Regions from separate parts of the Mus musculus genome. Here all the other regions are linked to region 1. A link is a contact called in public Hi-C and promoter capture Hi-C data. All regions are on one chromosome and are shown on one strand. Each heading gives the region's core, a stretch centred on a gene start, on an enhancer-like site or on the middle of the called end of the contact. The rest is flanking DNA. Distances are from core to core; before and after follow the strand shown.

What was found. Promoter capture Hi-C pulls out the DNA fragments that hold promoters and counts their contacts. Hi-C and Micro-C count contacts between places; a contact is called where the count stands out from the background.
Region 2: a promoter capture Hi-C map of liver shows a contact between it and region 1, with 2.6 times the contacts expected there. The contact joins the promoter of Abcb6 here to the promoter of Prkag3 in region 1. A contact is called at or near these places in 3 of 39 promoter capture datasets (the C10 cell line, embryonic stem cells and liver).
Region 3: a contact with region 1 is called in a promoter capture Hi-C map of liver, with 2.3 times the contacts expected there. The contact joins the promoter of Slc23a3 here to the promoter of Prkag3 in region 1. A contact is called at or near these places in 3 of 39 promoter capture datasets (embryonic stem cells, hippocampal neurons and liver), 1 of 115 datasets of contacts at active chromatin or transcription factors (pancreatic cancer cells) and 1 of 9 other capture datasets (embryonic stem cells).
Region 4: a promoter capture Hi-C map of liver shows a contact between it and region 1, with 1.9 times the contacts expected there. The contact joins the promoter of Vil1 here to the promoter of Prkag3 in region 1. A contact is called at or near these places in 5 of 39 promoter capture datasets (cranial neural crest, embryonic stem cells, liver and 1 more) and 1 of 484 Hi-C or Micro-C datasets (embryonic stem cells).
Region 5: a contact with region 1 is called in a Hi-C map of the Ba/F3 cell line, with 4 times the contacts expected there. The contact joins the enhancer-like site here to the promoter of Prkag3 in region 1. A contact is called at or near these places in 10 of 39 promoter capture datasets (the 3T3-L1 cell line, 3T3-L1-derived adipocytes, the C10 cell line and 7 more), 3 of 15 datasets of contacts at CTCF or cohesin (the NIH/3T3 cell line, embryonic stem cells and pro-B cells), 64 of 484 Hi-C or Micro-C datasets (the 63-12 cell line, the AML12 cell line, B cells and 37 more), 3 of 115 datasets of contacts at active chromatin or transcription factors (the HPC-7 cell line, astrocytes and bone marrow-derived dendritic cells) and 1 of 9 other capture datasets (adipose tissue).
Region 6: a contact with region 1 is called in a Hi-C map of liver, with 2.3 times the contacts expected there. The contact joins the enhancer-like site here to the promoter of Prkag3 in region 1. A contact is called at or near these places in 3 of 39 promoter capture datasets (cranial neural crest, hippocampal neurons and pre-B cells), 1 of 15 datasets of contacts at CTCF or cohesin (embryonic stem cells), 13 of 484 Hi-C or Micro-C datasets (the N1E-115 cell line, cortical neurons, embryonic stem cells and 3 more) and 1 of 115 datasets of contacts at active chromatin or transcription factors (embryonic stem cells).

Annotation. Positions count from the first base shown.
Region 1 is chr1:74,746,209-74,751,373 of GRCm38.p6, forward strand. Prkag3 (protein kinase, AMP-activated, gamma 3 non-catalytic subunit) reads right to left here and starts at 2,747. Exons shown (of 14, transcript NM_153744.3): 1 at 2,610-2,747; 2 at 2,264-2,303; 3 at 1,664-1,816; 4 at 944-1,350. The coding sequence starts at 2,642.
Region 2 is chr1:75,177,832-75,182,996 of GRCm38.p6, forward strand. Abcb6 (ATP-binding cassette, sub-family B (MDR/TAP), member 6) reads right to left here and starts at 2,561. Exons shown (of 19, transcript NM_023732.3): 1 at 1,739-2,561; 2 at 1,100-1,237; 3 at 91-271. The coding sequence starts at 2,287. It overlaps Atg9a (autophagy related 9A), which reads right to left. Exons shown (of 16, transcript NM_001288612.1): 14 at 5,063-5,165; 15 at 4,761-4,906; 16 at 3,030-4,100. The coding sequence ends at 4,095.
Region 3 is chr1:75,131,831-75,136,995 of GRCm38.p6, forward strand. It overlaps Slc23a3 (solute carrier family 23 (nucleobase transporters), member 3), which reads right to left and starts at 2,060. Exons shown (of 12, transcript NM_194333.3): 1 at 1,855-2,060; 2 at 1,571-1,728; 3 at 1,365-1,462; 4 at 1,121-1,197; 5 at 769-950; 6 at 322-442. The coding sequence starts at 2,025. Cnppd1 (cyclin Pas1/PHO80 domain containing 1) reads right to left here. Exons shown (of 10, transcript NM_026977.3): 10 at 3,932-5,102. The coding sequence ends at 4,569.
Region 4 is chr1:74,407,466-74,412,630 of GRCm38.p6, forward strand. It overlaps Vil1 (villin 1), which reads left to right and starts at 1,919. Exons shown (of 20, transcript NM_009509.2): 1 at 1,919-1,971.
Region 5 is chr1:74,460,162-74,465,326 of GRCm38.p6, forward strand. Usp37 (ubiquitin specific peptidase 37) reads right to left here. Exons shown (of 24, transcript NM_001310662.1): 16 at 1,405-1,569. Among named protein-coding and RNA genes, the nearest start is that of Usp37, 43 kb to the right of the region's middle. Within about 2 kb of position 3,145, at least 1 of the 459 cell types and tissues checked has an H3K27ac peak or open chromatin away from gene starts, as enhancers often do.
Region 6 is chr1:75,022,583-75,027,747 of GRCm38.p6, forward strand. All of the region lies in intron 6 of Nhej1 (non-homologous end joining factor 1), which reads right to left. Among named protein-coding and RNA genes, the nearest start is that of Ihh, 73 kb to the left of the region's middle. Within about 2 kb of position 2,414, at least 50 of the 459 cell types and tissues checked have an H3K27ac peak or open chromatin away from gene starts, as enhancers often do. A contact at or near this core is called in the N1E-115 cell line and liver, where this site is marked.

The sequences.
Region 1 (5,165 bases), core at 1,497-3,996:
GGTGTAGTTTTGCTTATCTAACTACTAGAGGTAATACTTACTCACTCAATGGTTGCATAGCTGCATCAGTTTCTTCACTAAATTTGAGACTGACTTATTTTGACCCGTACCCTAAGTAACACTGCCCATATGTGCTAGCTGTATTTGGTTTTTATCTTTTCTTTCCTTCCTTCCCATCTCTTCTCCCCTTTCCCCAACTCTTTCCTCTTCTCTTCTGCCTTTACTTTCTGTTGCTGGTAGTGTGTTGTTTTGCTTTTATTTGTGTGCGTATGTATGTATGTATGTATGTTGTTGTTGTTGCTTGCTTGGTTTGGAGGCTGGCCTGGAACTCGAGACCCTCCTGCCTCAGACCCCTCAGTGCTGGTATTACAGATATGTACCACTGTATTCAAGTCTTTGACATACATCAAGATTTAAGCAAAGCTATTGCAATAATATATTTCTTGGTTAAACACCAGAGCCAGATTGTCTGTGGATGACATATGTATGCACCATGCCTTGAACATCATCTGCTCTGCAATAACAATGCTAAGGATGGAATCAGTCTAGTCTAGCCTAAGAGTAGTTACCATAGCTAGCACCCTCCTCTTGCTCCTCAGCAACTCTGCAATGTCTTATAGGGTTAACAGTATTCTTACTTTGTCCTGGGTTGTCCCAAGACTCCTTTGAAACAAGGGGAGCAAGCTTCTGATCCCCATTTTGGAGATGAAGGGGATAAAGTGGCCAACCCCGGGTTTAGCAGGTTCATGGTGACAGAGATGTGATGGCAATTAGGGGATCCCCACACAGCATGCTCTCTTAGTACTGTGTGTATGATGCTAAGAAGGAGTCCTAGAAAGGGACTTTCAGACAACCTGACAAGGCATCCAGGAGAGTATGGGTGGTAGCGACAGAGGCAGGAGGCAGAGCCACGTGATCAGGTAGGGTCAAGCCGGGATCTTACCTCCAACGTGGTGTCAAAGATGACCAATTTGGAGCTGGTAGCCATGGCATCATAACAGGTGTGTTCCTGCATGAAGTGCATGTAGACCTGGGCTCCGGGCTTCTGAAGTTCGTCATCCCAACTCAGGCCGAGAAGTGGGGCCTGTGGGGATGGACCAGGACGAGGCCTGTCCTTCCCCAGGCCTTCCAGCTCACAGTCCCAGGCCTCTGGGGCTGGGAACTCTATGGTCAGCTCCAGGTCACCTGTGCTGGAGCCCCCTGCTGAGGCTGCACAGTCGGGCAAGAGCAGGTCCCACCCTGTGGGGGAGGTCTCCGCTTCAGCCAAGGGAACAGCTTGAGCCAAGGGTGTGGCCTTCGGGAATGTGGCCTCCTGCCTGGTGGACTCAGCAGCTGGTCTGGACTGGGCACCTGTTGGGGGAAGAAGGCAGGGACGACAGTAACTTCATCTTCCAAAGCATGCTATCTGGGCTTTCAGGGTTTGGCAGCACAGGGGGCACCGGGATGGTAAAGAGTCTCAGAGTCCTAGCTGACAGCAACTCTGTTCCATCCCAAGGTGGCTGCACTGGGACCCTGGGTCATCACATAGTTATTGCCTCTCGTTTAGGGAGGCAGAGGCCACAAGGTGAGACTGTGTTTAAGTCCGTGTGATGGAGAGGCCCGAGGTCAAGCTCTGCTCTGGAATTCCTGCTGACCCTGTCACCATAACTGACCTTGGCCTCACCTTCTCCCAAACCTGGTGGTTCTGCTTCCTCTACGGCCTCCTGTCTCGTCCATCTGGAAGCCTTGACTCCCCGTATGGCACAGGTTCTTTCTGAGCTGGTGGCCACAGCTGGTGAGGGCCATGAGTTTTCTCCTTGTTCTAAGAAGTCCATCTCTGGAAGGAGGAAAGGAATCTCTTTGACTAGTAGGAAATGATACAACAAAACCAAGTCCCATGTCATTACTGAGCCTCTTGGAAGCTTTCAAAGCCCCCCTCCCCAAATATTTCTTGTTTTCTATTCATTGGAATTTTCCAAGATACGTATTGTAAATGGGAATAGCATTCCTATTTAGCCTCGAGGGACCGGAAACTCTGAGAGGTTAAGCAATTTACCACAAATTTCACAGCTGGAAAGTGGTAAGGTGGGGTTCAGATCTTCAGCAAAGAGGAAAGGGGAGGTGGGGGACACATTGGGAAAAAGAAGAGGGAGAAAGCTGAGAGGAGAAAGAATTTCTCCTGAAAAAAGCCAAGCTAGGGGTTAAGGACTGGGGTTCAAAAAGACGGAGGACAAGGGAGCTAAAGAGAAAAGGCTAGACCCACAGGGAGCGATACTCCACCCACCTTGACTCTCTGGACCCCCACTGTGGCTCCAGGTCAGGGTCTTTGGGAGAGAATGTCTGAAGTGAAAATGCTATCCGTTCTCAAGTCTCTGGGTTGTCCCCTTTAAAAAGCACACCCACCCCAAACACCACATGTATACAGATAGGCACAACTTGCACACCCCTGGTACACCTGGAACCTCACACAGGCACGTACACGCAAAATACATACATACACAGCACCGACCAGTTCACACACTCAGAGTACAGTGCACAGCAAGCACGCGGGCTACACACGGGCGCCCACACACAGCCACGCGCTTGCTGTCCTTCTCTGTCCCAGCGCCGGCCCCCTGGGACCCCGGTACCCCAGGCAATGTGTGCTCCAGCTCGGGCTCCATGCGGCCAGCTCTAGTCCGTTAGCAAGTGCGCGACAGGCGGCGGCAGGGTGGCACTATTCTGGGCTGGTCCCTGGCGGCAGGCCCTTGAGAGATCGGGTTCTCTCTGATTGTCAGGTCTTGGGAGGGAGCGCTTAACCCGCAGCTGTTCCCGCACTGCAGCTTGGGGGCGCTGCGGAGGCGGAACTCTCATCTTCGAACTGAAAGTTTTAAGGAGAAAAGTTGGCTTCCTTCACTTTCTCCTCCATGCAAACTTCCCTAGCCTAGGTGGGATGAGTTAGAAAGGATACACTCGAGGATAGAGAAGGGTAAGGGGGTTGTGAGTGATCCCGAGAGAGGAGCAGAGTATGTCAAGACATCCCATTTTGGGTCCTGCCACCCTATTCCCTTCTTAGGTGAAAGATGAAAGATGGAGAAGGAGAATCAGACCGGTGGGCACTCTGCTGGTCATCCCAAAGGTGAGAGATGGGGCAGAGGGAGTGGGCTTCACACCTGCGTGCAGAGGGAGCAGTACCTGAACCGACCTGTGCCTGCGGGATGAATGGATGTGCGGGAGTCCAGTCCCTAACCCACCATGAGTACTGACTCTGCATCTCTCTGTGCCAGAGGGGAACCCAGCCTGGCTTCTATGCGCCTCACCCCCTTCCTTGGCATTCCTAGGGCCTGAGTCAGAGTCCAAATGGGGAATGCTGAGCCAGCTGCTCTGGCTTTCCTCTCCCTGTCCCTCCCTCCCTCTTGTCATTCCAGTCTCTTCCATCGCGACCCTCTGAGTGGACACTCAGGAATGGACTATTGGGTTTCCTGCTGGATTTAGTGAACATATTTTCTTTTCTGCTTCAAAGCACCTGCAATGGCCTCCGAGGAGGGTGGAGAAGAACTGTGTGGGGGGGGGGGGCTTTTGCTTTTCATGAGTGTCCCTGGGACCAGATCTGTCGCCAGATAGTGGAACTTCTGAGACACAGCAAATGGGCCCACCTCAGCGTCCATCAGCCTGTGCTCTATTGTCTAGGCATGGCAGTCTTTGCTGAACTTGTGACAATGGTCCACAGCTTGTCACTGTGCAGTATTTTCCTTGCTAGAGGCTGGTCAGTCTCTAAACTAGTATTCCTATTAGGTTTTAAGTAGCATCATTTCCAAATAAAAATTAGTTAGGATAGACGTTTGGTTGCTGTAACAAAGACCCAATGTAAGGATGCCCAGGAGCTTGAGAGGTGGCTCAGTGGGGGAGAACATTGTCTGGGTAAGCATGAGGACCCAAGTTCAAGTCCCCACATATAAAGCTGGATGTGGAAGTGGAAGCAGGAAGATCACTGGGACTTGCTGGTCTCCAGCCTAGTTTCACTAGGTTTAGTGAGAGGCTCTGTCTCAAGAAAGATTAAGATGGAGCCTGATTAAGCAGGACACTCAACTTCCTCTGGCTTCTGGGAATACATACGCATACTACATATCACACACACACACACACACACACACACACACACACACACACACCCCACACGAGAGAGAGAGAGAGAGAGGGAGAGAGAGAGAGAGAGAGAATACTTCAAACAGCAAGTCTATAGACAGTTTAGAACCGGTAAGGTAGTTGTGAAACCATTCAAAACATCTTCCTTCTTGGATATTAGGTAGCCATTCTAGCCTCTATCCTTGCACTAGCATTTTTGCCTGAAGAAAGGAAAGGGTAAAAGAAAAGAATTCACGCATCTCCTGAGACCTGAAGTGGAAGCTACTCCCCCACTTCCACTCACGTTGAATTGGCCAACTTTAGCTATCAGGCTTCAAGAGGCAGGGAGTTGGAGATCTCAGTCATTATTGTAGGTGGCCATTCCAGTTAAAATCCATTTAATTCTACCACTAAAAGGAAAGAAAACTAGACAGTAGGCCCATTTGGCAGTCTCCATTACATAATGTTTTCATCCCATCATCCAGGCATGGAAACAAACTCAGATGAAACAGGCAGGGCTTTCCAAGGTCATTTGGCAAGCAAACAACCAGCATAGACTTTAATTGGATCTGGCTGATCCCCAAAGGAACTTTTCGTCACATCCAGCCAAATAGTTTGGCCACCCAGGGGCCAGCAATCAAATGAGCTGAAAGATATTTGCACACAGAAGGGTAGCTCTGTCCTAAGGAGGGTGCAAAGGTCTCGTGCTATGGTACGCAATGCTCCAGTTCTGATGCGGTCAGGGAAGACATTCCAGAGGAGGAGGTTCTAGGTAGAACATGGAAAATGGAACACTGAAGAGAAGGCAGAGGTGTGAGATTGGAGCCTGCACTGAATCTGTAAAGGCGAGGGGAGGCATACTGGGGGAAGTGGCCTTTCCAGGTCTACTGTGTCATGTGCCTTTGGGAGTGGGCCACAGAGCTGGTAACTCATTTCAACCAGTGTAAACACTCAAATTGTTGTTATTATTATTATCAAAGTCCCGTGAGAGAGGTGCACTCAGGCTAGCAGTGGGAGGAGGTTGGAAGAGGTAGCAAGGGTGGAACCTGGACTCTAGTCCTTGTCCAAGACGTTCCAAAGAC
Region 2 (5,165 bases), core at 1,311-3,810, 430 kb after region 1:
CTCTGACCACCTACCTCCCATTTTTGTGTAACCTCCCTAGGTAAGGGCCAACCCAGCCACTAAGCCAAGCATACCCTTCCACCCCCTCACCAATGTCCCTATAGAAGATGGGGACCAACACATTGAGTGCTCGTTCCAACCCCATGAGTCCCAGGCATATGAGCACTATCAGCTGTAGTGATGGACTTCCCCGAGGCCACAAGTAGCTACTCAGCAGTCGAAGCTTCCGGCCAAGGTCTCTCCAGGTGGATCGTCGGTCTGTTGAGCGGCCCTAGAAGGATGTCACACAGGAGGGGAGCTTATTTGCCCAGGTATCCGCACGGAATGATATACAGGACCACAGTTCACACGTGACCCCTAAGGCTCACACGTGACCCCTCTCAGAGTTAGGAAAGCCACTGGATCGCAAGCTGAACTTTGGGATGAGAACTGATTCACCTCGAGAGATGGGATTATCGGGTCCCCCAAGAAATTTCTTTCCCCAAAGTCTGGTATTGAGACAAAAGCCAGCATTCCTTCAAAAGCTTAAAGGGGTCAGTCTCTGGGAAAAAGGGACGCGTGGTTCTTCCATTACCACGACTATGATGCCTAATAGCCTTTCAAGTTCATTGTTCCCAGTCCCTACTCAAAAGCTCCCTTCCTCCCAGGTACCCAGTCACATATAACCAGGGACACCCTCTCCCCCATGCCTCTCTCTGCTTTCCCCGAGAGACTGCTTTAGTAGTTTGAAATAAATCTCCTTTTCACCTATGGAGTGGCTATTTCAGTTTCTTTGCTGCACCCATTTCATTCAGAGATGATGACACGGAACAAAATTATAATAAATCCCAGCATTCAGAGGGGCTTGGGAAGTAGCTCGGTGGTGGACACATGTTTAATGTTCACAAAGTACTGGGTTCTGCACAAAGCTACTGCACAAAAGATACTCTTGACTGAGAAAACTAGGGATACCTGGTTCTGTTGTTTTGTTTTTGAGAGAGGCTTTCTCTGTGTAACAGCCTCAGCTGTCCTGAAACTCACTTTGTATACCAGGCTGGCTTTGACCTCAACAGAGATCTGCCTGCCTCTGGGGTTAAAGGAGTGTATACACTTGGCATACCTGGTTCCCTCCTACATCTTGGTCTTCTTCATGAACGTGTAGAGTATAAGACTGGGGGCGAAGTCCTGGGGCCCAGAGCCCCAAGATAAATAGCCCTCCAGAGGTCACATAACGCAGGACCCACAGGCCAAATTGAACCTAGAATGAAAGAGAGAAGGGGCTGGAGAGATGGCTCAGCGGTCAAGAGCACTGACTGCTCTTCCAGAGGTCCTAAGTTCAATTCCCACAACCATTTGTAATGCCATCTGATGACCTCTTCTGTTGTGTCTGAAAACAGCTACTGTGTAGTCATATACATAAAATAAATAAACCTTGAAAAAAAGAAAGAAAAACCAGAAAAATAAAACAATGACAGAACAGGTGTGAACCACTACCCAAACCTATTGTATTACTTCTTACAACACTCAGATGCTTACCAGGAGCCTAGCAACAGGTTTTTTTTTTTTTAATTAAAAAAAAAAAACCCACAATGACTCAGCACAGACACACCCCATCCAATGCTGGGTAACCCCACCAGCTGGCTATCAGCTTCCAGCCACCGCCAGACACTCCATTCTTTTTTCTAAAGCATGGAGCCAGTTGGTCCTGACACAGTACTTGTCAAATATCAGTGTATCTCCTTCCCATAAGGCTCCTTACCTGCTGGCCCAGATCTGCTCTGGCCCACCACCACTGCGGGCTGTTCCAAGATACTAGGGCCAAGTTCTCGGCTGCAAATGTCACAGTCCAGAGGAGCAGGAGACCCAAGCTATGCCTGAACTTCATCCAGACGCCCATTGCCAGACTCTGCCGTGCCTGGCTCCGTTCCACCACGAGCAGCCACAAGCCACAGACGCTGGCCAGACTCTCCAGCACAGAAGCCAGCAGTAGGTAGCCTGGCAGACGGACCCCCCGAGCAGTGCCCACTCGGCCAGCCAGACCAGCCAGGGGCAGTGCCATCTGAAGTGTGGCCAGAAACAGCTGCAGCACATATGGGGCCACCCGAGGGCCAGCCGCCCAAGACAGCTCTTCTGGGCCAGCAGGCACCTCCCGACGCCTGCGGGGAAGAACCAGCACCAAGGCCAGTACCCCCAGAGTCAGGAGTGTCGAGGGCACTAGCGTGAAGAAGAAGCAGGGACTCAAGCCATTCTGAGTCCAAGCGGGCCCCGCCGGCCCTTCGGTCTCGCAGTAGTTGCCCACAGTCACCATGGCGATGTGTGGCTGCTGGCTGAACTTGAGGTCACTGCACAAAGAGTCGGGCTGACCCTTCAGAGAGGGCCGCAGATGCCAGGGTGTCCTGGGACATGGAGCTACGCCGCTTGGGTCGCGGGAAGGGACGCACGTGGACCTGCTACACTGCCCACTCTCTTCACGCACGCGCCGCTACCACGCATACTCACGCAAGCCACGTACGCCGTGCTTGCCGGTTCCCACTCGCTAGCAGCTGGGACCCTAAGGCTCGGAGCCGCCGCACAAAAATGTTGGGTCCTTTACGGCAGCGGCCCCGCCCACCAGATCTATCCAGGGTTCCCATTGGCCAAGGGTAAGGAACACAAATAGGGCTGAGAACCGACTGGGTCACATGTCCAAGGCGGGAACTCTAACCTGAATCTGACTGGAGACTTTGACCTCCACAGAGTAGTGCGTCCGAATTTGCACTCCCCACCCTCCACCCCCGCCCTTTATAAAGGCATTACACCGAGGCCTCCCTGGTCTCTAACCTGCTTCAGTTCCCTCTATTATAGTGCTAAAGAACGAACTCAGGGCTTCACACATTATCAAGCTACTGAAGCACACTAGAAACAGCTCTTCTCTGAGTCCTAGTTCTGTTCCCGTGGTCCTGCAGGCGTACTTGTTTCCCAAGCCTCCCGGCCAGGACTCTTTTACAGTCCTAAGACCCCCCCCCCCCCCCCCAAACTGCTGCGTGGGGGAAAAAAAAAGATGCCACAACCAGATCAAAGTCCCTTCTTTATTAAGGGTTATCAAGCTGTACAGGGCTCCCACCCTGTCTGCTGTGGCCTGCGACAGTAGAGTCCGCCACCTTCAGCTTAAGTTTACCTCCCACAGCTGAGCTGAGCAGAACTGGGGAAGGGAGTGCAGGAAGGGTAGGAGCTGGATCCCAGCATGCAATGTCGAAGCCCTAGGCTAGGGTGAGTCCATTATCCCTCCATTCTCCTCTTGGTAAGTGAGGGATACTGGGCAGAGCTGGGATGTATATATAACTGAGGTCACACTTCTGCCCTGCCAGCCCCTCTGTGCAGGTGGTAGGACTACATAGAAGCAGCCAGGAAGGCCTCACACTCCCAAGTGCTCGTCCTAAAAGTTGAAGAGGGTAATAAAGAATTTTCATCCTGTTCCTGCAACTTAGTAACCTTCCATCTTAGTGTCAAAAGATAGTGAGGGGAGCTGGGAGCTAGGGCTCTCACCCCAACAAAAAGCCAAAGCCAAACAGAAGGGGGGCAGGTGAACAGAAGGGGGGGTGGTCAAGCAGCACACATGCCAGTGATGTGCAGGGGGGAGGGAGGCTGCAGCGCAGGTTGAGGTGAGGACTGGAGGTAAGGGCCACAGCCTGAGCTGCTCAGCTATTCCAGGTTCTGGAGGGTGGGGAGGCTAGGCTGCAGGGATTGAGGGTTCAGGCCCTGCCTCCCCACTCCACAGTTGGCACAGGTTCTTCTGCTTGGCAGCACTTCTGTGGCAGGAAGCCCTCTGGAGACTTGCAGGGGTGGATGCAAAGATGGCAGTACTGGGACTGGGCTGGGGACCAGTTTCTAGCACCACACTCTGAGCCAAGGGAGTCCTGGAGACGAAGCTAGACTCTTGTGTGCCCCTAGTCCTCATATTCTTCCTGGACTATGGTAAGCCCAGCATTGGCACCTCCCTTGGCCAGGCAGGAACACACAAAACACCACACGTGGGGCCAGGCGACACTCAGAGAGTCCCTCTCATGGCAGACAGAAGGGATGGCAGGGCAGCTGCCACCTCCATCCTGGAGCATGGGAACCAGCTACCGCCTTGCCTATACCTGTGGAGGAAAGGAAAGACCGGTAGTACAGATAGTCTTCAGCTATCGTCTTGCCCCAGAGGAATCTAGAAATAAAGGAAAGAAAACGCTGGAAGCTAGGGAAGTTAAGTCTTGAACTTCAGAGCAGTAAAAAGAAGAAAGTGGGTTTTTTGCTTTTCAAAAATGTATTTGTGCATGAGTGTTTTGTCTGCATCGAAGTCTGAATCAGCCGGCTGTGGTGGCTCACGCCTTTAATCCCAGCCCTCAGTAGGCAGAAGCAGGTGGATTTCTGAGTTCAAGGCCAGCCTGGTCTACAAAGTGAGTTCCAGGACAGCCAGGGCTACACAGAGAAACACTGTCTAGATAAACCAAAAAAAAAAAAAAAAAAAAAAAAAAGTCTGAATCATGTGTGTGTGCAGTACTTTTGAAGACCAGAAGATGGCATCTGACCCCCTGGGGCTGGGGTTACAGACGGTGGTGAGCCACTGTGTGGGTGCTGGAAAACGAACCTGGGTCCTCTGGAAGAGCCCCCAGTGTTCTTAGGCACTGAGCCATCCCTCCAGCCGTCTGGAGAGTAGACAAGAGCATGGAGGAGTGGGAGACACGCTCCTTCACAGGAGGAGCTGGTCTTCACTGGAAGTCACCACTTCTGGCAGTGGTTCTTGGCCTCACAGCCTTTACCTTGTGCACTTGAGGGGGGAGTTCATCCTCTGAGCCCTCCTCTGGCACCGGCTCTGGGTGCCTTGATGCTGGCTGGCCATCTTCTGCCCATCCTCCCAGGGGCAGCCTGGAGAAGTGAGAGGGGCCACGGGGCACTGTGCCAGGATCTACAGAGAGAAACAAGAACACAAGGCACAGTGGGAAGGTTCTGAGGACCACTTGGAGGCTTAGTCTCCTTGCACCCCATCCTGATGGTCTCTTGCGTCTTAGAGAGAACCGTCCTTCCCCGAAACCTGTTTGCTACTGTGTTCCCAGCTGGATACCTGTGATGCCCCCGTAGCGCCTCTGGAAGCCCCCATGCAGGGCGGTGGTCTCAGGTGCTCCAGGCCGGGGTGTAGCACAGGGATAGCTGGCCGAGCGGGGGAT
Region 3 (5,165 bases), core at 810-3,309, 380 kb after region 1:
CTGAAACTTTCTTTTCTTTTTTTTTTTTTAAGATTTATTTATTATTATATCTAGGTACACTCTAGCTGTCTTCAGATGCACCAGAAGAGGGCGTCAGATCTCATTATGGATGGTTGTTAGCCACCGTGTGGTTTCTGGGATTTGAACTCAGGACCTTTGGAAGAACAGTCGGTGCTCTTAACCACTGAGCCATCTTTCCAGCCCCGGCTGAAACTTTCTAAGTAGCAGAACTTGAACTCCTGAATTTTCCTGCCTCCACCTTCCCAGTATGTACCTCACCTGGCCATGCACATCACTATGCCCAGAGTCCCACCTACCTACCGAAAGGAGTCGGAAGACGGGAATACAAATGTGAGTTGAAGTTGAAGATGGCCTCCAGGAGCAAAGGGGTATCTGGCATGAACCCAGGTGCTGAGAGCATACCACCATGAGCAGGATGAGCCTAGGAAAGAGAAGGGAGTCAGAAGTATCAGAGTTGCAGGTCAGAAGCATCAGATTCCTGAATGATGACCATGTGAGTGTGCAGAATATCATAAAAGGAGGTCCCAGGGCAGAAATGCCTCATGGAAGGGGTAGGGAGGTACCCTGAGGTATCATACCACGTGACTATGAATATCAGCGAGACTGAATAAATTAAGGGAAAGCCTTGGATTCCAAATCCAAAAACTGTCATCCCTGCTCAGGTGGCTCTGGAATCTGAGCAGCTCTGCCCTCCCTCAGTCTCTACACCTACTGGGCTACCACCCACCCCTCTCAGGACTCACGTACAGCAAGGCCAGGCCCCAGTGAGCAGAACAGAACTGGGCCACCTCCTTGTGGGCAGAAAGCCCTGCCACAACCAGGCTGGGAGCCAGCACCAGTGGCCCACAGTAGGGGAACACACGGCCAGGCACCCCTAGAAGTCCTATAGTGCCCTGCAGCAGCCCGGACACCACCACTGCCCCCGACACCTAAGGGAGTAGAGAGGAGGACAGATGAAGAAATTCCACTCAATCAACTATCTCCGAGGATAAGCCCCTGCCTAACTCCTCCCCTTAGCATCAGTATCTAATGATGGGAACAAGAGCCTCTCCAGGCTGGGGCCATCCAGTCCTTCTGCTGTCTTCTCCCAGGCACTCACCTCTCGGAGAGAAGTGTTCCAGAGCTCCAGGCCATGGCAGCTTCTTGTCAAACTACACAGGGGCAGTGAGAGGGAGGCTGGAAGTTTGGGGTACAGAAAGAAGATGTAGATGGAACAGAGGCTCTGTGTTCTCCTGTCCTAGCTGATGCCTGGCATAACCCCAAAATCTCTACAATGCCCAGGACCACCCAACCTCCAGCCCCCGTGTACCTCTGCCACTAGCCCACCTTTGCTTTGTACTAACCATTTCCAGGTGTCTTGGTCGTCAGAGGTAGCTTCTGGTTTGTCAGCACCAGTGCGGGGATAAGAAACTCTAGGGACGGAGCCTGGATTAGAGGTAGCCTGTAGGGACAGCAGCCCCAGCAGGTTTGGAAACATGTGGCAGTCAACAGGATTGCCCTAAATCTCTTCCTGAGAGACTACACCCTCTCTCAACGGAGTTCCCCTCACCTGCTGCCCATCCAAGTCTGCAGGACCGTAGACAGGCCACATGAAAAGAAACTGGAAGCCAGGAGCTGAGCGGGTGGGTATGAGAGCCCTCCTGGGGGAAGACCATGAAGCAGCAGCAGGTGGGAGGCCCAGAGCAAAGATGCCAAGACCAGGAAATGCTGGAGATAGAGGAATGGAGAGGGAGGAGCTTTCGAAATACCTATGTGTAGGTTTCTCATGACTCACTAACTCCCTCCAAATAGCCACTTCAGATAGTGCCAACTCCTACCGCCTCCACCTCCTACCTGTAGAGCCAGAAGACAGCTGAGCCCCCAGGTGGAAGGCCCACACACCCGAGAGGCCCAAGAACGGGAGGAGGGATTCTGGAGAGGGGGTAGCAGTGGTGGCAGGGGAGCAGGGGTATCCTGGTAGCCCTCAGATAGAAGTGGAATGGGATGGAGAGGTGATCGGCTCATGCTGCCCTGACTTGATTGCGTCTTGGCTGCCCCAGGCTAGTTGAATAAGGAGTAAGAGATCAAGAGTTTGGGTGGAGTAAGCTGCCTACGTGGGTGGGGAGTCGGGGGTGTCAATGAAGCGGAGAGAAGGGATAAGGGTTTGGGAGCAGGACGTGGCTCTTTCACCTTTGCCCAGCTCTTGTGCAAATTCCATCAGCCATTAACCTAGCAGCTGAGTCCTGGACCCCTCCCTCAAGAATGTTCATCTATATCCACTGCTTCTAGACCAGGCTCTGGAGATGAGGGTTAGGGAACATCTATCAAAACAGTCTGAGGAGATTGTGCAAGCTACCTCTTGTCATCAACACTGAACATCGCTTCAGTTAGGTACATATTTTTCAGCCAAACAAGACATGCCCCAGGTCAGTTCAAAACAAAACCTGTGTGTAGAACGCCCTCATCCCTTATGACAATGACCACCGTAGATAACGAACTCGGTGTAAGGCAAGAGCACTTGACAGCAATGTGTATTACAAAATGTGAATGGGCACAAATCAGAAGACAATGGAACGGTCTGCTGCCCACACCCATAAATAGGATGCTGTGGATGTGACAGCTACATTGCCAGCCGATAATGACACTTTACTGGTAACTCAGATGTCATAGCCATTGGTGGACCTGGTTTGCTATACTAGTGAGTGAACTTCTGGAAAAACATTGAACAAAGTATATTTATTTACTTTATATTTCCCTGCAAACTGAGGCTATTATTTTTGAGATTATCATTACATTATTTCTCCCTTCCCTTCCCTCCCTCAAAAACCCTCCCGTATGCCCCTCCATCTCATTTTTCAAACTCATTGCCTTTTTCATTATTACATGAACATATACATGTACATGTTTCTAAATGTAACCTGTCAGCTTGTATAGTTATTCCTATGTATGGTTTCAGAGCTGACCATCTGATATCGGATGATCAATCAGGATGCTATCTCTGGGGAAGGCAAACCCTCCCACTCGAAGCACTCCTTAGGTACCTTTGTGTTGGGTTGAGGCCTCAGGTTTCTTTTTTCTTTCTTAATGCACAAAAGTGTTTACACTTAAAATATAACATTAGGATTGGGTAGGGTTGGTGGCACATGCCTGTATCCTGCCGTTCTGAAGGCAGATGTAACCAGATAGCAAGTTGCAAGTACCAGATTAGCCTAAACCTCATGAGACCATTTCCAAAAGCAGGTCCTCCAGGCTCAGATTTTCATATATGTGATGATGTCTTGGGAATTGTTCATAGTAAAGGAGGTTTTAAGCCCTTTAGGATATCTAAGCATCCCACTCAGGCTGGGGGAAAAAAAAAAAAAGCCAGGAGAAACCTCAAAGGTTATGACAAAAGGTCAGTACATTTCTACAACGACCCCTTGGGGGCTGCAGCTCCACCAGTCCACAGACCTTTATTCCCAGCCCCCACACTCCCTAGGTGATCTTTAGCAGCCGGCGACAGGTCCACATACACCAAAGATGGTTCTTCCAGTGATGACTCAGCTCTGGTTCTTCAGCACCAGCTCCTTCCGTAAGTCACCTTGCTGAAGAGGTCAACAGAGCTTGGATTCCAGCTCAACTGGATGTGTGGTTTGAACCATAAGGATCCACAAGGCTGGTACCCACCCAGGATATATGACACAGACAGGGCTTTCCCAGGCCTGGGAAAGTCACCACTTGTACCCCATGGCAGGTCACATCCAGCAATTTCAGGGCCCCCAAGAAGTAGCAGCAGGGATGCAGGAAAGCTTGAAACAGGAACCACTAACTATTAGGAAGTTCTAAAGCAGCTCAGAGCAAACGCCTACATAGTGATTACAGGGCTGTGCATCTGACCTGGGAGGCAGAGGAGGGATAGGAGATCAACAAAGAATGCTACAGAAGGAAAAGGCCAGGCCATGCAACAGAAACTGTTTATTGAAACCTCAATTCTATAAAAGCGTGAAAAACCCAGATACAAAGCAGTGGTAACCAGAGAGGCCTGTGAAGAGAACACCCAAAAAGGCAGAGTGGGAAGCCTTGGAGCAGGATGCTACGGTTGGAAGACAAAGGGACAAGGTTAGAGGACCCAGCAATTCTTGGCTGTGACAGGGAGCTTCCTGGTCCTCAGCAGCTCTCATCATGGTTCTCAGCCTCAGAGACATCACAGAGACCCACATCAATCCTCTCCTCCGCTTCCCACACTCCCACCTTTACCTTTCCATCTTTGGAAACTTCAAAACAAAAAATCTACTTCCCTAGGCGTGTGGAGGCAGAGAGATAGGTGGTTCTCTGTCATCTGTGGCATGCCTCTGGTCACTGAGCTGACACTGTCCCAGGCACCACTGGTGTCCTAGCCTGCTAGCCAGACTCTGAGGTCTAGGAGAGTGAACGACCTTGTAATGCCCCCATAATCCCTTATGCTCCTACCCAGGAGGACAGGGGACCAGCCAAGGGCCCAGAGAGGTAGCAAAAATCTAAATCAAGTTTTCCTCTTCCAGGTTCTCAAGGACTCCCACACCCTCTCAATGTACTCCTCACAGCCCTACCTAGCCTGGGGAAATGACAGACTTGAGATGAGCCAGCTCCATGACACTAAAAAGCGAACACTGCTGGGGCTGGAGAAATGGAGGGGCCACTGGGCTCCAGAGCCAGGGTGGGGCCAGGCCGCGGGCATGGTAAAGGGGGCGGGAAGGCCCAATAGACACCGTTTGGTTAGTGTGGCAGGCACGGCAGTTTGGGGGGAGTCTCTGGAACTTCTGGCAAAGGGGACATTTGTGGAGAGGAGTAGGAGGGGCAGGAGGGTCTGGGGGAGGTCTCAGAGGGGGAGTCAATGGGGCCAGAAGACTGCCCCAGAGTGATGGCAAGTCTACACTGCCTTCCAGGCAGCTGGAGACATTAGTCAGGCACTGTGACACAGGGGCAGGTACGCAGGGCTGCACGAGGCTCTTGGAGACCAGTGTGAGTTCAGGAGGACCTGGTGAGGGGCTGGAGGACAGCCCCAAAGACTGGTGTATTACAGCCACTGATGCTACAGCTAGGGCCACGCTGCTCACATATGCCACAGCTAACAGGCAGGACAGCTGCAGGAGAAAAGATAAAACAAACAGCAGGCTGTTGATTATCTGTCACTACCCCCTACTAGT
Region 4 (5,165 bases), core at 669-3,168, 340 kb before region 1:
AGTGGATCTTGCACTTACCAAGTGTGTGCTGCGCTGTAGCATCACTGAGCCCGTACCCACACGACTAGTGGATACAGTTTAAGGGCAAACACTTAACAATGACAATAGTTGGATAGAGTTTGAATATAGTCCTGAGCTATTGGTTAGCGTGACCTTTGCTGTCCTTAGCATGTGCTGTGAGAAGATAGAAAAATGAAGACTTGAGTCTAGTCCTGGAACCCACAGAGGCAGGCGAGAACCCACTCCTGAAAGTTGTTCTCTGAGCTTCACATACAACTTCACATAATAGTTACAATGATAATAATAATTAGTAAATTCTTTTAGAAGGTATATGTTGGGAGGGAGAGATGGCTCAGCTTCCAGGAGCACTTGCTGCTCTTGCAGAGGACCTAGATTCAGTTCCCAGGACTCATATGGTGGCTCACAGCCATCTGTAAATCCAGTTCCAGAGGGTTCCACACCCTCTTCTGGCCTCCACAGGCACCACATACATAGTACACAGACATACATGCAGGCAAAACACCCATACACACATAAATAAATAAGGAAACTTAAAAGGTGCATGTGTTGGTAAACATTGTGCTTACACATGCTGGTTGAAGACATGTACAACGCACACACTGAAGAGGGATCTGGGGCTGGAGAGATGGCTCAGCGGTTAAGAGCACTGACTGCTCTTCCGAAGGAAGGTCCTGAGTTCAAATCCTAGCAACCACATGGTGGCTCACAACCATCCATAATGAGATCTGACACCCTCTTCTGGTGCATCTGAAGACAGCTGCAGAGCTACAGTGTACTTAGATATACTAATAAATAAATCTTTTTTTAAAAAAATGAAGAGGGATCTGAGACACCTCAAAAGAGATTATGAGCAGTGACTCACGGGTGATTATCTATCCTGGAGTTTTTCCTTTCCGCTTGGCTTGCAACTGGGTGGACAGACGCCCCTTTTCATTCACAAGAACGGGTGCTACATTATTTCTGAACAAAACAGCACCTGCAGTATGTTTACTGTCCTTGCTGACTATGAGCACGCGCACGCGCGCGCGCACACACACACACACACACACACACACACACACACACACACACACACATTCAGTCTCCAGAGCTCTTGGGAAGGTCAAGAAGAGGCTGCCCTCAAACACGATCTTCATCTTTCCCTCCTAAAGGAGACCACGATTCCAAGGTGGCAGAAGATCTACAGGGGGCAGAGGCAGGGAGGGGGAAGCAGGCCATGGTTTCCAGAGACCTACAGCAGAGGGCAGCAAGGCAGATCCCCAGGTCCAGGGCAGGGAGGTGGAGGCCCTTGTTCCGAGGAGAAGGCAGGCGGCAGAACAGGGTTCAAAGGCACAGGTTTATGGCAGCTCATAAAAGTGGAGGTCGTGGCTCACTCAGAAAGGAGGAAGAAGGGAAAGGCCCTTGTGCCCACTGAGCGAGGGTCATGCTGAGTAGGAGAGATCTGCAGGGGTGCCAGGAGCCCCACCTGTCTGTCCCAAGGGAACCCCAAGTGTGAACTCTGGCCTTGGGTGCTGAGTTCCAGCTACAAGACCCCAGGAGTCCTACTCCATCCCCATCCAGTGCCCCCTCGCCCCGCCACACCCCACCCCCGACTCCCGTGCCACTTCTCTAGGGCTGGAGGGTGGCCAGCCCTGGTGGGGGTTGCCTACCTGCAGGTAGAGCCCAGGTCCTAGCCGGAAGTGCACCCCATCCCTGAAGCTGCAGAGCCAAGGGCGGGGCACACGGCAGCTCAGGCTGTCAGGCTGTTGCTGGGCTCTAGGTTCCCAGGGACCTGGGCACCTACTTCCCCACCCCCCCATCCATTCTCTCTGGGGCCCTATCTTCCCTTATATGGTGAAGGAAGTTCCTGGGGGGGGGGTGGTGGTGAGGACAAAGGTCGTTCGGTCTCCTGCAGCCAGCTTGCCACAACTTCCTAAGATCTCCCAGGTGGTGGCTGCCTCTTCCAGACAGGTAAGGCAATTGGGTGGGGACACATGGTGACCACAGGTGGTTGGAGGGGACAGGGTCCTTGCTTCTCTCTGGCAGCCTGTGCTTTCTGTAGCACCTTGGTATAAGTTTGGGGGTGAGGTAAGGTGCTCTGAAACTCTGAAAGAAGCAAGAAGCCAGCAGGCTGTCTTGGGCCTTCAATGAAGGAAGTTCACAGACCCCCTTTCCTGTAAGTCACCTTCGCTTCATCTGTGTAGATTCCCTGGGACCAAGGTGGCTCCTGGGACTCAGATTTCTACAATTAAAATCAGGACAGTCCTGAGACTTGGACTCCGTGCCTGTATTTACTACTTCTCTCTGGCTGCTCATTTCTGTGTTCATGTCTTACACATCTGAAATGGTTTCTTTGTGTCACCATTCCCCTGACACTCCTGGGAGGTCGTATCCTTGGCACATGTATCCTGGGATGTAAGCTGCAGCCACCAGGAGAGAGGGGGAGAGTCAGGAGCTGTGTCCTAGGCCCTATTAGGCCTGGACATCACCCCTTTCCTAGAAATGGCCCCTCCATTTTTCGGTTACCATGATCTATTTTATATCAGAGTGGGCAGTGAAAGCCAAACCTGCCCAGAAGTTTGGGACTCACTCAGACCAAGGTTATCTGCTCAGAAATCCCCCTGTCACTTGAGGTTGGGAGAATCTGCCTCTGGGGGCTTCCAGGTCTTGGTTAGCAGGAGGGTATCCTTTGTATAGGGCATGACCTAGTCTATGGTGTTACTACATTCCTGTCCAGTTAAAAGCTGGAACTAAAACCCACGGCAGCGCCCAGGATTCTCTACAGTTGTACCCCAAGAACAACAAGACAGTAGATATGCAAGGATAGGTAGCTGGGGAGAAGAAGAACTTAAACCCCCCCAAAGGCCCACAGGTTCCGTTCCCTAGTTCACAATGCCAGTATGAGTGCTAGCTACTATGGGCTGTGAGTTGGTAGCTACAAGCATGAGTGATGTTCATGTGTGTAGTGTGTATAATCTGAGCACTTGGGAGGCTGAAGCAGGAGGATTGCTATATGTTTGAGGCCAGCCTGAGCTATAGAGCGAGACTTTGTCTTTAAGAAAAAAATGAAAGCCCAGCAGTGGTGGCACACGCCTTTAATCCCAGCACTTGGGAGGCAGAAGCAGGCAGATTTCTGAGTTCAAGGCCAGCCTGGTCTATAGAGTGAGTTCCAGGACAGCCAGGGCTACACAGAGAAACCCTGTTTTGAAAAACCAGAAAAACAAAACAAAACAAAACAAAACAAAACCCAAACCCAAACCCAAACCTCTCATCTCTCATCTCTCTAGGCTGTGTCTGTCTAGGTGGTAGAGTTTGGGGACTTCAGACTTATATATAAATAGGCCTTTTTATCACTGGTCAGAGACGAGAAAGGTTTCAGTCTGGGACACAGTGGGACCCTGAGAAAGTACTCCTTGCCAGCCCAAAAATTCTGGGAAGGCTTCCTGGAGGAAGTGTGTCCCGATTGAGTCTGGAAGAATATGAAGGAAGTGGGAAAGCCAAGGCAGAAGCAGCCTGGGTGTAAAGGCAGCAGTCAGACTACTGTTCTAGAAGGCAGAAGAGAGGGTTGGAAGAATGTTGGTGGACAGACAGTTGGAACAGAAGGACAGGAGGGGGAGGCATCCAAGATTCTGAACATGTAGCTGACTTTTGGTTCTCTGGGTGACAAGTGTCCCCCAGGGATAGGGCTGTAGAAAGGGGACCAGGGGTGAGCCAATGAGTTCAAGTTGAGGGACACATCCAGCCCAGGGTCCTTGCTGGCAAGCTAAAGAATGAGAGCCCTCTAACCCTCCCTGAAGTTTAGGGGAGACAGGAGAGCTGAGGAGATCCTTCTAGGGTGAAGGAGAGGTATCTGCTCTGACCAACATGGCTAGGAGCAGAAGCAGTTGGACCAGTTACCCCTCAGAACCAGCCATCCCCTCTTGGCTCTAAGGAGGCTGGGCCCCTTTCTGTTTAAGAATCTTACTTTTCTTCAGAGAGAGGCAGCAAGCCTTTGTCCCCTCCCTGTTGGTCAATAAACACCCCTGTGTGTAACATTAGTTTATTTTACTGTCAGTTTGCTCCAGGACAGTCCATCTGGTAGACCTCTGCTCCTAACTCACCAAGGTATGGCCCACATTCCTCACCCAGAAGAGTGCAGAAGAGAGCCTTAGAGAAAGGGTAACAGTAACAAAGATGGCCAGAATAAAACAAAAACTACTATCCTTTGTACCCAAATTGGTTTTGCTGAACCAGGAGGGGGTGTGTGAGTGTATGTGTGTGTGTGTGTGTGTGTGTGTGTGTGTGTGTGTGTGTGTGTGTGTGTGTCTTGGGGGACTTTTCATGCTAAAGAATATCTGATATTGGCGCCCATGCCAACAGGGGTATTGGGGAGAGTCAGGCTTCTGCAAACACAGTAAGCTGCCCAAGATGGATTGGTGGCCTGAATCACCAAGGGGCAGGCTGATCAGAGTGGACAGAACATCACAAGATAAGCCACCCTGTGGGGCTCAGAAGAGGGAGTTTACAAGAGGTAAAGGCCAAGCCATTTATTATCCAAGACATGACTCAAAATCAAAGTGCAAGGAGAGATTAGCTGGAGAGATGGGGCTGTCAGTGTGGGACACCTGACCTTGCACTTATTAGTCACTAGGCCAAGGAGCAGTCACAGAGGGTGACTGGGTCCTACTCAGCTTGGAGCAGGCACGTGGAGAATGGGTGACCTCCATCCTGATGGAGAGGGCTGAGCACCACCAGGTACAAGTGTTCCCTGTGTCTCATGCCAGGATTCCTGGCCAGTTTTCAAAGGACTAAGGACTCATCTCTGGTGGAAACAAAGTATCCAAGCCCTAAGCCCCATTTTGGTCTAATTAAATCAGAACCCCTGGGGATGCAGGCTCTGAGCAGCAGGAGCTTTTTAAAAAGCTCCCAGGTGATTCTGATCAGCAGCTGGAACAAACACAGCTACAGGTTCAAACAGAAAGAGGCAAAGCTAGGGAAAGCTTGGGATGGGGAGCCTTCTTCCAGGCCAGTAGATGGAGGCTGGTTAGCAGTGGTGGCAGCTTCTCTCTGCCTGTCATATAGCTATCCATCCACTCATCCATCCATACACCCACCCATCCATTTATGCACCCATCCTTCCATCCATCCATCTATCCAGCTACCCACCCACGCATCCATCCAAACCT
Region 5 (5,165 bases), core at 1,895-4,394, 290 kb before region 1:
TAAACAGCTTTGCCAATCAAGTCAAGTGTAACACATGAGAAGAACTTAGGGGGAAACCATCTTATCTTATTTATTTTTGAGCAATAAAATAATAATAGCTCTCAGTTTATTGAGATTTCCTAGATGACAAGCATTGAAAGTACTACTGCCCTTAATAGTCACAGCAGATTTTCCCACAGATAAGCTGAACTTTCCAAGGTCTTAAAGCCACCAAAAATGCATTAAAATATAGTCCGCTTCATTTCAGATCATTGATCACAAGATATGTAATACAGTCAGAGGGACTAACAGCTCTACCAGCAGAGGGCAGCCTGCACCAAGTAAAAACACTTCTAATAGCGGAAAGAAAAACAATTACACACACTGAAGACTCTAGGCATATGCTTTGCTAGTAGACTCTTGAGGATTTTGTATGTAAACTTACATGATGTAATTTATAAATCCAAGAGAAATATATCTTATGAAATTGCATCAATTAATTTGGGGAATTGTTCCATTTATTTTCTGTAATGTCTAACTCTAGGCAAGAAACAGTCCTTCCTTGTTCTTTTTGGAAACAGAGTATTATGCAGCTCACGGTGGCCTCAAACTTCTACATAGCCTAAACCGGTATTGAAGCATCTTCTCTGCTTTAGGCTGAAATTACAGGCATATACTACAATACCCAGCAAGGCTTGGCTTTTTTAATTACTAACCTCAGTGAAATTAAGGATTTGAACAAAATTCTCAGAAATTATTTTCACTCTTACAGCTTCTAGGACTTTATGATTCTACAAAATTACTGTTCAAGTATGAAGAATATCTATAGCGTGGGGCTCCAAGTAGAGCAAGCCTGCAGGAGAGCACCACAGTCAGAAGTTCTAAGGCCTCAACACGTATGATGACAGACACAAACAGAAAGCAGAGGGGACTTCTTTTTCTCTGAAACACTTCTAGGAGTCATGTGAAGTTACTCATATTGGGCATAATTTACAATCAAATTTTTTTTTAGGTGGGCTATAGTATAACATTTGATTTCTCAAATTAGCATGTTCCAAAGAGATGAGGCATTTATTAAGAACATGGATTCCCAAACCTTACTCAGATCTAGAACCTGCAGAGAAGAACACAGAAATAAAGTACATTTTACTTATATTCTCAAGAACACCAAATGGCTTTTTTTTTGGTATTCTAAAAGAGTAGCAACACTCCCTCAAAAAAGTATCATATTACAAGAGGAATTTGGAAGACTTTGTAAGCATTTTTTCCAATTACTTCTGTCAGATAGCACTTTATTAAAGCTCCAAAATAATACAGAATGAAAATCTTTTGGGTTTGATTTCTTTTCCTAAGAGTTGTTACCTAGCTTGGTCGATCTCTGAACTACTGTATTTCACAAGCAAAGGTAAAAGCACGGTGTCTTACATTGCCACGGGTGCGCTCCACCCAAGGGTGACCGGCGGCTTTGTGCTCTCAGTGCAGTGGGAGGCCAGGGTCAGGAATCTTGGGATGATGACTTGCTGTCCGAGCTTGTTGTTAAGTGAGAGAGCCACATTGAAGCTGTATCGCTTCAAATGAAGGATGAGGACCCTAAAAACACAAGAGAGTGACTCTGCTAGTTCATGTGGAACACAGGTATCTGTCAGACAAGTTTTCACTTACAGAATGCATTTGTTCATGTTGGGTGATGATGGCCAAGCCTTTATGCCTAGCTCTTGGGAGGCAGAGGCGGGTGGGCCTCTATAAACCTAAGGCCAACCTGGTATACACACAGCATTCCAGATCAGCCAGCACTACATAACCAGACCTGTCTCAAACAGCCTCCTGCACACACACACACACACACACACACACACACACACACACACACACACACACACTTGGCCAAACTAAACATATTTTAAGGAACATTTACTAAATATTTGCCATGCAGAAAGGAAGGTGTTAGGATATAAATAAGAATCTTGGATCCAGTGATTCATGAAGTTTAGATCAAGTATGTATGAGGCTCCTAGGAAAATCCTCCACCAATAAACAACACACAGTAGGCTAAAGAATTAAAAATTTAAGTATGTCTATTCATCTTTGGTTAATCTTAAATTATTTACTTGACTGTTATACATTTAAAATAGGTTATATATGATCATATGGTAAAATGTCTGTTAGACTAAATATTACATAGTAACCTTTATGCATAATGGTGACCAACATTATTTTAAGAAAATCTTTTTTTATAGGATCTTAACATAAATCTCTGACTTGTCTAGGACTTTCATTGCAAGCCAGGCTGGTTCTGAACTGTGATGACCCCTCTATTTCTGCTTCCCGGATGTGGAGATTATAGGTACATGGCATCACACCCAGGCTTTGTTACTGACAGACTTTACTTTGTATTCCAGCCAGGCCTTTAACTTATTATATAGCCTTGACTCATGGTAATTCTCCTGCCCTAGATTCCCACATGCCAACTCCCTGGTATTTCAAGATTAGTTATTTTTATATATTCTGAAGATAGGGTCTCATGTGGCCCAGGCTGGCTTCAATCTTGTTATGTAGCTAGGATGATTTTGAACTTTCAGTCCTCCTATCACTGTAAGGTTTATGCAGTGCCTGGGATTGAATTTAAGGTTTCCTGCGTGCTAGGTAAGCATTCTCTTGACTGAGCTCATTTTCTAGCCCTCAAGATTATTCTCTTATTTTACTATACTTATTTTGCTTATACACACAGTGTCAGTTCTCTCCTTCTACCAAATGGGTCCTGGAGAATTGAACTCAAGTCACCTAACCTGGCAGCAAGCACCTTTCTCCTTTGAACCACTTTGCTGGTCCTACTTCTCTTATTTTAGAAGCACTTTCTTTACAGAAAACTAAAAGGAAAAATAGAAAAATTTCCCCTCTAACAAAAGCATCATATAAAGCATTTGCATGGTCATCTAGTCTGAGTCTAAAAAGGCTTTTAGCTCTTTAGAAACATTTTTTTTTGTTGTTGTTATTATCACCGCAGGGTAATGTCATCTAATTTCATCTAACTTCTGCCTGATGGATTAAATATATTTCAAAGCCTGTAAGAACTTTTTGTTTTGTTTTGTTTTTCAAGTCAGAGTTTCTCTACAAGGCCATGACTATCTTAGAACTTATCCTGTAGCCTAGGCCGGCCTTGAACATAGAGCTCTGCCTGCCTTTGCCTCTGATTGCTAGGATTGAAGGTGTGTGCCATCACTGCCTGGCAAACTTCAAAATTTGAAACTCAAAAATCTTATATTTAAACTACAGTTTGGGTAAAAAACTGTCTCCCTTTAGAAAACTATCTATTCTTTCTGTACAGGCTTCTATCATAGATGCCATAAACTAAACAATTTGCAAATTGAAGTTACTGATTATATTTTTCTTTATGTGGGATAGGGCTCTAATTTTACAACTCAGAAAGCTGAAGTAGAAAGTTCAAGACCAATCTTAATGAGTATTAAGACCCTACCTCAAGACAAAAGCTTAAAAAGACGGTGGTATGGCTCATGTAGAATGCTTGCCTCCAGTGTATACCCCTCCTGCCAAAAGCTAGAATTCATGGCCTCCTAATTTATAACGTAAAAGGATATACCAATCCCAGTTATTAAAGAGACTAAAACTGATGCCAAACTCTAAAATATTTAACTAAAACTTCAAAGAGTCAAAATAAAAGCAACACGAAAAGAACAGATGACCATCAAGACCAGAATATACTTATATATAAAAAAATAACAACAATAAATCCATATGGGTGCTGGGAATTGAATCCAGACTGTCTGGAAGAACAGCAAAACACTAACTGCTGACAGATGACCATGAAGATGAGTCAAACTAAAGGTGACAAAAGCATCAGACCTTTCAACAATGAAAGCAGCGGGCTGAGAGACAGCACAAGGCAGAGTGCTTGGCCAGTGAGAGGCCCTGGTTTCAAGTCCAGCAGCAGAAAGATTGAACAGATAACTAGACCTAGTTGTGCACACCTGTAATTACACCACGGGGGGACAAAGACAGGAGGAGTGCTGCAAAATGAAGGCCAGCCTGGGCAACACAGTCTGGCCAACAGAATAAGACTGTCTTTAAAAACTAAACCAAGGCCTAGACACAAAGCACCGACCCCCCCCCCCAAAAAAAAAAAAACCATAAAATAAAAGTAGACGGGCTGGTGAGATGGCTCAGTGGGTAAGAGCACTCGACTGCTCTTCCAAAGGTTCGAAGTTCAAATCCCAGCAACCACATGGTGGCTCACAACCATCCGTAATGAGATCTGACTCCCTCTTCTGGAGGGTCTGAAGACAGCTACAGTGTACTTACATGTAAGAAATAAATAAATCTTTAAAAAAAAAAAAGTAGACAGTGGTTTGGAAGGCTGATAATTAGTATTTAAGATTCAGAGACATCTATTTCATATAACAAGTTCAGAACAAATTAACAGAATGCAAGTATACTACTGGGGAAAAAGAAATCTCTTTTTCTTAGCTTTTTTTTGTTCCTTCCCACAAGATAGGGTTTCACTGTGTAGCCCTGGCTGTCCTGGGACTTGATCTGCAGACCAGGTTGGCCTCAAGATCAGAGAGAGCTGCCTGCCGCTGCCTCCTGAGCGCTGGGATTAAAGGCATGCACCACCACTGCTTGGCTAATTTGAAACCTTTTTATTTTATGTGCATGGATGTTTTTCCTGCATGTAATGTCGGTATATCACCTATGTTCCTGGTGCTGGAGAAGTCAGAAAAAGTAATCAGATTTCCTGAGAATGGAGCTACGGACAGTTTTAAGCTACCATGTGGGCTGGGTGTGGTGGCTATCCCAGCACTTAGAGGCAGGCAGATCTCTGTTAGAGCCCAGCCTGGCCTACAGAGTGAGTTCCAGGACAGAAAGAGGCACACAGAGAGACCCTATATAAAAAATAACAACAATAAATCCATGTGGGTGCTGGGAATTGAACCCAGACTGTCTGGAAGAACAGCAGCACACTAACTGCTGAGCCATGCTCTCCAGAACCACCTCAGGATTCCACCTTCATACAGTGAGTGACAGGAGTAACCATTGCTTTGTCTTCATATTTCTTCCTCCCTCCCTACTGCTTCATAACATTCATAGTCTCTTAAATTAGGGAAAAAGGAAAAAAAGAACCAGAAAGAAATAATACTGCTATAGTAATTTCTCCGAGAACTTATTTTTGA
Region 6 (5,165 bases), core at 1,164-3,663, 280 kb after region 1:
GAATCCCCATTCTCATGCTTTGCAAGTGAGGACATAGAAGCTAAATCACATACAACTCAGGGGGAAAGCACTGGTACAAATACACTGACGGAATTCAATTGCTAAAGCAGAGAAGCAGGCAAGGCTCAAAGTCATCATGTTGGAAAGAACCAATCAGTTAACAAAAATATGGACTTTGCAGGTCACATATTAACAGGAATGAAAGATACACAAACTGAATTAGCAGACAAAGGGAAGAATGACAGGTTTAAGAAGAAAGACATTCTTAGGCTGAAGAGGTAAGAAATGTAAATGGTGAATCTCTATACCCATAGCTACAGGTATATTTCAGTGACAGAGAACTTGCCAGCATGCACAATGCACAAATTCAATCATATATATATATATATATATATATATATATATATATATATATATACACACACACATATATATACACACACATATACACATACACATATACATGTGTGTATGTGTGTGTACACGAGTATATGGTTTTATATATGTACAGATGTAAGATACTCATATCTACATATTTTGAGCCAGGAGACATCAAGAAGAATGGCTTTTTTAAAAGTAGTACTGTGAATCAAAAATAACCAAATAACTCTTGACCCTCTCCCCAGGTCTAAGTTCAAAGCCTATTTCTACACCACATGCCAGTCCTACTAAAAGGAAAAGCAGGTCAAGGAGCCTCTGTGCTAGACATAATGCTAAATGAAGAAATTCTTGCTACCCTCACACCAGGACAAACTACTCTGAAAACTTAGAAAGTATCTCTTCACTCCTCTAGGCCGATCTTGCTCAAAGGCCTTGACCCCTTAGCTCTCTGTCTGAAAGCACCAACCCAGCCCCCTTCAAAACACTCGGGAACAGAGGGGCCTGTGGACCTAACCCAAGCTGAGGTGCTGAGAGGCCACACCTAGGAAGGTGGGGGCTACTCACGGGAGCTGTGTTCTGTCATACAATTACCATATTATGTGGTTCTAATAAAAAGAAATACTTGAAGTTTTATTAGTGCCATATAATAAAGTATTTATAGAATCTGGGGGGGTGTGGAGAGGGAAATGGGCAAAATCAGAATTGTTAGTAATAACTTGGCAACAACAGTTCTCAGTGTCGGCCATCTAGGTTAAATCTGAATGCAGAGCCTCCACTGTGGGGGAAGGAACAGCATGAACACAACTCACAACACAGACTCTTTCCTCAACAGTGTGTCTCTGGCTTCTCTCTGACTAGCTGCAAGTGAGGTGAGGAAAGGCAAGAAGAATATGGAACACTAGCAAAATCACTGGACCTTGGCCCCAAAAGGCTAGGGGACAGAGAAAAGGGGTGTCATTGTAAGAATGAGTGGAAGGATGGCTTTGATAGAGTCTATTCTGGACCTAAACTTGCCCATTATTGTGCTCACCCCTTTCATACACCACTCACATTCTTCACAAGGATGCTGTACCTCAAATCTGCCCCAGCCACAGCACATACCCAGAGCTTCTCCCACAGGGCCCGTCTTCATAATACATCCTCAAGGCCACAGAATACATGTATGCAAGTGCATATAGCACATACACAATATACCTATGAACACATAGGCATACACATGCACACTCGTGTGAGCACATGCATGCTCACCGCAGCATGCTGCTTCCTCAAGGCAGAGACTGCCTGCCTTTCCTGGGCACCTTCCCAGAGGAAGACAGTCTAGATAAAAATGTCTTCTGAGTCTACATTCCTCTTTTAACATTTCAGAATTTTCTATTACCCAGAAAATCTCCCTAAAGAGAAAGAGAAGTGAGGGCTATGGCATTATTACAGAGGAGACTATAAACAGAACAAATATAGAGTTGCTTTATTACAAGGCAGTGTGGGGATGGTGGCTGGCTGATTACAGGGAAACTCCCCAGAGCTCTCTACAGTCCCAAACCTCAATAAAGGACAGACTCTAGCTGGCATCAAGTGAGGGGCAGTTGGATCAGGGCACCCTAGAATCCTTCCAGATTCCAGTCCAGGATGTGATACCTGCCTTGGCTGAAGATAAGGAGAAAAGCAAACACAATCTGAGAGCCAGAACTGTGCTTGGCAAAGAGCCACCAGGCCATCTTCTCAAAGACAAACACAATTAGTTATGGTTTGGGTTTCCTGAAATCAATAGATTCCAAATTTCAGTAGAAAACAAAATAAAACAAAACAACTAGAACTCAAGAACAAATTGACAGATTCAAAACCCAGACATATCAAGAATAGTCCCTGGGGGTGGTTAGAGGCAGGAGAGGAGCAATGTAACTGGCCGGACTGAAACAACCCAGACTACGCACAAGATCATAGAAGGAAGAGTGGGAAATCCACAGCTCCTCCCTTCTGGGCTCCGGGCACACGGCGTCCCTTCCTGGGTGACTCACAGTGGGATCACCTTCACCCCCTGCTTCATGTGGTGAAGTCCTCTTTATAAGGAGACACACTGCGAGCCTTCTCCTCCTCCTTGCCTGTGAGCCAGGGCAATTGCGTCACTGACCCCCACACACTCCCTCCTCTTTCCAGCAGCCACCACACAGGGATCTTGTCTTGTGGTCCCTGAAATCCTTTCATCTGGGCTCCAAACCCACTGTCACCTTGGCCTTGAATCACTCCCCAGGAGACACTTGGGAAACAGCGGGACAGAGAGTGTCTAGTCCTGAAGGCTTGAATCTACTGACCCTACAGGGCTATCCTCTTCTCTGCCCAAAGGCAGGACACAGTTCTTATGTGAACTCTCCCTACAGACTAGGTTTCCCACTGAATTGGATGATAATACCCATCACTCCAGTTCCCAAGGTGAGGATAAAAATGCTGAGAGGCATCCCTCCTGTCTGATTACAGGCTGATTACATTACAGGTCCTCCACTTTACTTGTTTAGGGATTAAAGAATTCATGGTCTTGGGCTGGAGAGATGGCTCAGCGGTTAAGAGCACTGACTGCTCTTCCAAAGGTCCCGAGTTCAAATCCCAGCAACCACATGGTGGCTCACAACCATCTGCAATGAGATCTGATGCCCTCTTCTGGTGTGTCTGAAGACAGCTACAGTGTACTTATATATAATAATAAATAAATCTTAAAAAAAAAAAAAAAGAATTGATGGTCTTGGAAGATGGCTGCCAAATATGCGCCCACCGCCATTTCTGTTCTCATCCCACCTGGCCAGTGTATTCTTAGCCCCACGTAAAGCATTTGACAGCTGAAGATTTCAGTGTGTCTCAGACCCTTCTCCAGAATAGAGGAGTCCTTCTAACCCCCTTTCAGCTCATACCATGTTGCACCAGGTCTAACATTTTTCCTTGACCTTCTGTGTGGGAATAATTCCTGCTTACCCATGTTCCTTTCACTTCAGAACCTGCACTTCAACTGGCAGGTTTACAATGAGATACAATAGTGCCTTCTCATCGAATGTATCTGATTAGGACAGAGTCTCAGAGATAATGTAGGACTGCAGGGAAAGAGTTGTACTAGAAAGTCAAAGGGTGAGGTCTACCCCACAGTGACTTATGAGAGTTTGATTCACCCAATTTCTCTGAGCCAAGCCATCATATCTCCTCAGCCTTAAATGTCCTAGTGGGCTTAACACAAAACAATGACTATGTAAATTAGTACCTTAGTTCTATTTATGTAGCCCTGGCTGTCCTTAAACTTGTTTTGTAGAAAAGGCTGTCTTTGAACTCATAGAGACTTGCCTGCCTCAGCATTCACAGTGCTGGTACCAAAGGCCGGCACCACTACACCAGCTTATTTTTATTCTTTTTGATCTAAGTAGGTGATCAAATTCTTCTGTTGATTGTACTCTGTGGAGCCTGCCTATTTCACCAGATAGCTATAACATCATAAAGACAAAAGTCCTTTGAACACACTGCAGCTGCTGGGAGGGGTAGCGTATGCCTGTAATCCTAGCCCCAGGGAAGCTGGGATAGGAAGATTATGATTTTTAGGCTAGCCTAGACTACAAGTAAAACCCTGTCAAGAAAGAAGAGAGACGAGGAGGGGAGGAGAGGAGGAGGGCAGGAAGGATGGGATGAAAGGGCAGAAGAGAGAGGAGATGAAATAAAAAGCTTTCAATGGATCAGCCAAATTAAACAATATGCAATGTCCCTAGGGAGAGAGGCCACAAAAGATGGTAGTACTGTTAAGAAGGCTTATAACAGCAAAGGTGAATAGCAAGCACAGAAGGGAGGCAGGGTGTAGAGGACCAGAGGACATGTCCACAGAGGAAGTAACATCTTCACTGAAATCCAAACTTGAAGAGAGGCAAAGGGTATAGTGGTAGAGCCCTTGCTTCACAAAGAAAAACAGAACAAGTTGAAAATCTTTGTTGCTGTTGTGTGTGCCTCTGGCAATATTACAAGGACAAACCCCACATGATAAAAACTACAGATAAGAAAACAATGGGCGAGTTGGAGAGATGGCTCAGCAGTTAGAGGACTGGCTGCTCTTCCAGAGGATCTGGGTTCAATTCCCAGCACCCACAGAAAAGAATGGGCTTCAGAAACTGACAGCAGCTCACAGGGACTGAAAGTGAAGATGTGTGGGTGTGGTTGTGGCCTAGCTAGCATAAGAATGGGGATAAAAGTAGAGGTAAAAGTAGTGCTTCAATTATAAAGGGCCTTTAACAGATTAGGGAGTTTGGACTTTTATCTTAAGGGTAATTGGAAGCTACCAACCTTTTAAGATTCTCTTTGGTGAATAGCTTCTCCCTGGTTTCCTTTCCTGATTGTGGATCTCCTGAGCTAATGGGTATTACTAAAGAAACAGAGCTTCAGGCTTGGTCTGCTTATTCCTTTAGCAACAGAGGAATTCAGCAGTCCCCACCTCTTTCCTCATGAGAATCTCTAGTCCTTTAAATGCTTGGTTTACTTTCCAAACAGGCTCCCTCTCCACCCCCTTATTGCCGCCCCCACCCAGCGAGGAAAAGCCTTTGATTGTGTAGCTGATGCCTTCCACCTAGCTGTCCTATTGACCTGGGCTCTTAGCCTCTTTCTTGACTATTTCCTCACCATCACCATCCTCCAAATAGGGCTGTCAAGTGACCCTGCCAATAATCCACATTTCTAATCCAAAGCTCATTTCTTATCTCTCACCTGAGTCCCACCAACTCTGTCAATATTTACTTCTCTCCTCAATCCTAGATCCCTCAACCTCTAGA